Linked DNA regions of Mus musculus: region 2 is linked to region 1. Evidence: chromatin contacts called from public Hi-C data. All regions are on one chromosome and are shown on one strand. The core of a region is the stretch at or near the end of the contact, and the rest is flanking DNA. Distances in the headings are between cores, read along the strand shown.

Region 1 (2,700 bases), core at 35-2,534:
GACTTCGGCAGTGGTGAAGCATCCGCACCGCTCTGGCCATCATCCGCTGAGGACAACACAAAGTCATGAGACCTGGCCTGTCAGCCCAGGGTGTCCCCTGCATATGGAGCTCCCTTTGAACCATTCTGATAGGGACTAGGGGTCTATAAAAGACAGGGTTATGAATGCTTCAACCTGGCACATCCACGTGCTCAATAGGAGCTGGGCAGCAGCTGGAAGACAGGGATCGGGGAAGGCTTAGAGATAGGAGTAGAAAGGGCTCTTATTGAACAGTGTGATGATTTTTTAAAAATAAGATCTATTTATCTGTATGATATATATTTATCTGTATGATATACGTGGTCACTGTCTTCAGACACTCCAGAAGAAGACATCAGACCCCATTAACCAGCTGGGCATTGAACTCAGGACCTCTGCAAGAGCAGTCAGTGCTGTTAACCACTGAGCCATCTCTCCAGCCCAGAACAGTGTGATGTTTGAGGCTATCATCTAGTAGCCCTAAAGGCAGACCCTCCCACATGCAGTAGAATGAGACAGGAACTACTTTAAAACAAAAAACAAACCAAAAAAAAAAAGGGGGGGGGGCGCACACAAGAATCCCAGCACTTGGGAGGCAGAGGCAGACGGATTTCTGAGTTCGAGGCCAGTATGGTCTACAGAGTGAATTCCAGGACAGCTAGGGCTACACAGAGAAACCCTGTCCCGGGAAAAACCAAACAAACAAACAAACAAACACCCCCAAAAAAACAAAAACAAAAAAACAAAAAACAAACAAAACCCCAAAATCAAAAACAAGGTCTCTCTATAGCCCAGGCTGTTCTTAAATATAGAATCCTCCAGTCTGCCTCCTGACTACTGGGGTTACTTGCATGCATGCCTGGACTCAGGTTCTATCAGTGGAAACCCACCCCTGCCCCTTCCTGGGCAGCTGTCACACTGCCAACCCAGACTGGAGGTGGGAGCCCACTTTCCTGAACTCACCATCTTCTCAAAGTTGATGAGGTTCTCTACCAGTGTGTGGTTCCCCTCATGGATGAAGGTCACGTCTGCAAAGGGAGGACTTTCTTTGCTAATAGGTCCCCAAACACCTCCCCCTCCTGCATCCCAAGAAAGCTGAGGGGCCAACCGTCGGAAGCCTAGGTCCTGTCCCAGTCACACTGCGCTTAGCCTGCAGTAGCCTCGGAGCCATGGCAACTCGCTGGTATCTCCTGGGGTATCTACCACAGCCTCGGCGCAGCCCTGCTGTGTTCCTGCCCTAACTTCTTTCAGCTTGTCAACCTCTGATTGAGCTGAGCGCTCCCTGGGTGTCAGCCCTTCAGCTGTCATTGCTACAGAGTGTTAAGGGGCCTACCTTTGAGCAGCAGGGGCATGAAGGGGATGACAGGAGGGGAGAGCTTGGTGAGAGCCAATCGGTACACTCGGTGGTTCCAGGAAGGGTCCTGTGAGGAAAGAAGGCTGCCCTGATGGAGGCTGCATATGATGGCCCACCACAGACCCAGGCCACACTCGAGAGACTCCAAGCCAGCCTCCCCTCATACGGAGGCTCACCGAGGCAGGGTCTGTGGTAGACCAAACAGCACTGAGGCCTGGCTTTCTAAGTTCCCAGTGACCCCAGGAAATCTTCATGGTGATTAATCCCAGAGGGCCCCAGGTTTCTAGGAAAACCTCTCAGCCTCTCTATCTCTCCGGTGGGTGTGTTCCCCTGAACACCCAGTTTTCTTGAGAACACCCAAGACTGAAAACACCTTGGCTTTCTTCTCTCTGGAACACTACAAAACCTTCAAAAAAGTTCCCACTCCCGTTTCATTCCTTACTTTAGTCTTACAAGCCCTTTTGTCTGGTCCACAAGCCCTTTAAGGGTCCGGGAGGGTCCAGTGACAGACACCCTCTTACCTGATACACAATGGGTCACAATGACACACAGTAGGTCTTCTGCTCACTACCTCAAGGAATACCTCTTTGCTGTCAAGTTCAGCCCAAACCCTTGGGCAGAGCAGCCAGAGCCTGGTATCCTCTGACTCCTCCTGAAACTCAGACCCAGGACATCCCCGGGGGCCTGCTGTGGTCGCATATCCAGGGCAAATGTCCTCTCCATGAATAGCAGAGGGTAGAGTATAGTTCACAAGCCCCTATCACTATATTGAGTACCCTCAGCCAGCACCCACAACCACAGGCCAGAGGGATCCAGGCCCTAGGTGGGCACCAAAAGCCATGAAAGGCCCAAGCCAGGGTCCAGGGAAGGTGGAAACGGGTCCAATACTCACCAGCAACCTTTCCAGGGCTGAGTACAGCTTCCGTACTTTATGGGGCAGGCGCTGTGAAGGTGAGACAGGTGAAGGGCCACGGCTGGGAAGAGAGAGCCCCCTAACGTCTCCCAGGAGGGCAGAAGCCTGGCCTTGGCAGAATCCCGGATACTCACCTCCCAGGTGTGGGCCAGCCGGCTGATGGCCGAGTTGCTGAGGCCAAACATGACCGCAAAGAAAGAGTTGAGGTTCTTCTGCTCCTTGAGGCTGTGAGTGAGCACAAGACCCAGACACCCTCAGAGGAAACAGCCAAATCCCCAGTGATGTAGGGTGGGTGGGTTAAGTAAGAGGCAAAGGCTCTGGGAACCCAAGAACAAAAAGAAGGCAGATTGGGCAACGCAGCAGGCAGGGAGAGGGGTTAAGAAAGGGTGGCTGCGGGACTGGCAACACACCACCC
Region 2 (2,709 bases), core at 194-2,693, 320 kb after region 1:
CTGAACACTCACTGAGGGCAGGGCTCCTGACCTTCTCCAGTGCTGGGACTCCGCCCTCACTTATACTAGGGCACGGCCAATGCTATGCCACACGTTGTTCCAGTCTAGCTCCATCTCAGAATCCTACTACATGATAGGTATTTCTGAGGTTGAAGAATTTTTTAATTTTAGATTTTTGGAAATTAAGAGTATTCTCAATAAATTACTTCATAAAATGTAATATAAATAATGTGTAGTTAAATAGTGATATCACCAAAAGTTGAATCCCCAAGTAAAAATTTTCAGACAGTGAGTATAGTAATAGTAATAATAATAGAAAATAACAATAGAAAATCAAATGAACTGAGAAAGGAGATAGGTGCTGTGTATGTCCAAAGAGTCCTACTATCTAATCACTTAATTTAAAACTTGTTTTCCATTATAATCTGAAGACATATTTAAAAATGAGGATTAACTACATCACAGAGTCTTTACCAGCACCAAGGCTTAGGCCAGGTATTTGGGTTAGCTCAAAGTCAGGCAGGAGACTCGTTTCCAAAATGTCTTTAAACTCTGAATTTTGAAGCATCTATCAAAATTAAGGGGTATACGATAAATACTTGATTAATGTTTGAGAGTCCACAGAACTGCAGAGAACCTCCCACGTGCATTATAAAGTAAGAGAAACAAAAAGCAATCCCTGAAGCAGCTGGGCTGAGTGAGCTTTGACTCTTCTCAGGAAGTTAAAACATTTAGCCTAGCATGGTAGAGGATCCTGTAATCCCAGCTCTCTGGGGAGGACTGGCACGAGTTCAAGGCCAGCCTACCACATAGCAAGTGCCAAGCAGGCAGGGCACATACATAGTAAGAGCCCTTTAGAAATAAATCAAATAGTATAGCAAGTCATGGGTGCGTAGGAGAAAGGAGCATCCTTTAAAGAGCAAGAGAGGGGGAGAGGGAAGAGAAAGGAGGGAAGAGAGGAACGAATCTGACCTGGGCTTGGTGTTAGCACGGCTTAGCTACCTGGATCACATGTATTCAATTAAAATCTATTATGTACTGAGTTATATGTACTACAGTTTTGCCTACAACAGATCCAATGAAGAGTTACCTGGCTGTTAGTATTATTTACCTTCGGACTGTGTATTTGATGCTGGTAAGCTATTTGGCTGATGAGGTGCAGCGAGGTGATGGTGAGGATCAGAGTCTTTGGATCCAAAGGCAACATCTGGGGTACCAGATGACAGGGAATGTGCACTGTGGGACAACTGCTCCTGTGCAGTTAAAATGCTGGCAGATCCAGAGGATGACGTATCAGAACCAATGACATGAGATGCACAAGAGTTTCCGTTTCTCAACAGCGAGTCTTTCAAAGAGTTCTTATTGGAACTAAGACACCGAGACCTAGTAAAAGAAGAGTGCAGTTTCAATATCAAGTAGCAAACTGTACAGTTACGTTCATACGAAAGATGCGTTCGTGACTCACAGGCGTAACGGAAAATGTGTGGTGGGTTTCGCTACACAGAACTGCTTCCCTGTGACCATCTGCAGCAGCTGTCTGTAGATCTCCTTCTCTTCTTCTTGAACTGTCTGTAAGGGAGAGAGAGAAAAGATCTTAAACACACTTCTCAAATCGGCATGTAGATCTCAGATTTTCTGCCAAAGCTCTAGCAGTCCTGAAGATAGGGAAATATCATGCATTAATGACTGTGCGTGGGAGATGACAAGCAGACTCAGCTTTCAGAGATAGCATGCTGTGGAAAACCACGGTGGGCTAACAGTGCTGAGAAGGTATTGACTAGGAAACCAGAAAGTCAGAAGCAATTATTTAATCACTCAGATGATAAGGAGTACAAAAATAAGACTTGTAAATTAGAATGCTGAATAACCCCTTGAGTGCTGATGCTGATTACAAAGGTCCTGAGGAGAGAAGCATACAGCCAACTGCCATCAGAGGTATCCTGCAAACAGCTCCTTATTCTACACAGGTGCAAGGACTCTTTAAAGATGGCTTCTATCTCCACCATTCACTTATTTTTCTCTAAGTCTCAATTTAGTATTTAAAAAAAAAAAGCATATAATCTGTAGAATTTACTCACTGAACTGAACATCTACTGTGCTCTAGTCATTTGAGACTCACAAACTGAATAAAATAAATTGCCAGCTTTTGTGAAGTTTATATTATAGTTATTACAAAGACTGTCAATCAAAAACTTGTTCATGGCATGAAGAAACTTAAAGGACAAGGGGGATAAAAGTGATGGAGGCAAAGAGCAAGAAGAGGCACAATCTCTCTAAGATGACCTTTCAGCAGAAACCTCAACTAAGGGAGGAAGCAGATGGGGAGTAGAAGGCTGTGTATACACAAACACCGAGCCTAAGACAGGAAGGTGCTTGGTGCACTCAGGAGTCTTAACATCAAGGACGAGCAGAAAAAAGGAGGTCACAGGGAGGGAGACAAGGCCTCCTGCAAGTGCAAGCATCCACTCTACACACAGCCATGCTGGGCTCACCAACAGACACGGCTTCTTTGCTTTTCTCAGCCACTCATTTTCACAAAATGCATTAGAGGACATATTCAATAGAAGCACTACCATTTTGTGTGATTGTAAAGGCTTAGTAAAAGCAGAATGAACTAAGTAACCAATTCTGAAAGTAAGCAGGCACTAATGTTTCCCTTCCCGAGCCTTTCACTGTTGCTGCACTGTCATAGACATTTCAATTGTGAAG

What was found. A called contact is a pair of places that touch in the nucleus more often than the background predicts.
Region 2: a Hi-C map of CD4 T cells shows a contact between it and region 1, with 3 times the contacts expected there. The contact joins two enhancer-like sites. A contact is called at or near these places in 1 of 39 promoter capture datasets (stem cell-derived epiblast-like cells), 1 of 484 Hi-C or Micro-C datasets (CD4 T cells) and 2 of 9 other capture datasets (adipose tissue and liver).

What each region holds. Positions count from the first base shown.
Region 1 is chr15:97,747,232-97,749,931 of GRCm38.p6, forward strand. It overlaps Rapgef3 (Rap guanine nucleotide exchange factor (GEF) 3), which reads right to left. Exons shown (of 28, transcript NM_001177810.1): 22 at 2,420-2,510; 23 at 2,265-2,315; 24 at 1,352-1,439; 25 at 982-1,046; 26 at 1-46. Among named protein-coding and RNA genes, the nearest start is that of Gm33531, 7.6 kb to the left of the region's middle. Within about 2 kb of position 1,285, at least 29 of the 459 cell types and tissues checked have an H3K27ac peak or open chromatin away from gene starts, as enhancers often do.
Region 2 is chr15:98,065,293-98,068,001 of GRCm38.p6, forward strand. It overlaps Senp1 (SUMO1/sentrin specific peptidase 1), which reads right to left. Exons shown (of 18, transcript NM_144851.5): 7 at 1,466-1,569; 8 at 1,112-1,383. Among named protein-coding and RNA genes, the nearest start is that of Gm25668, 3.1 kb to the right of the region's middle. Within about 2 kb of position 1,444, at least 23 of the 459 cell types and tissues checked have an H3K27ac peak or open chromatin away from gene starts, as enhancers often do.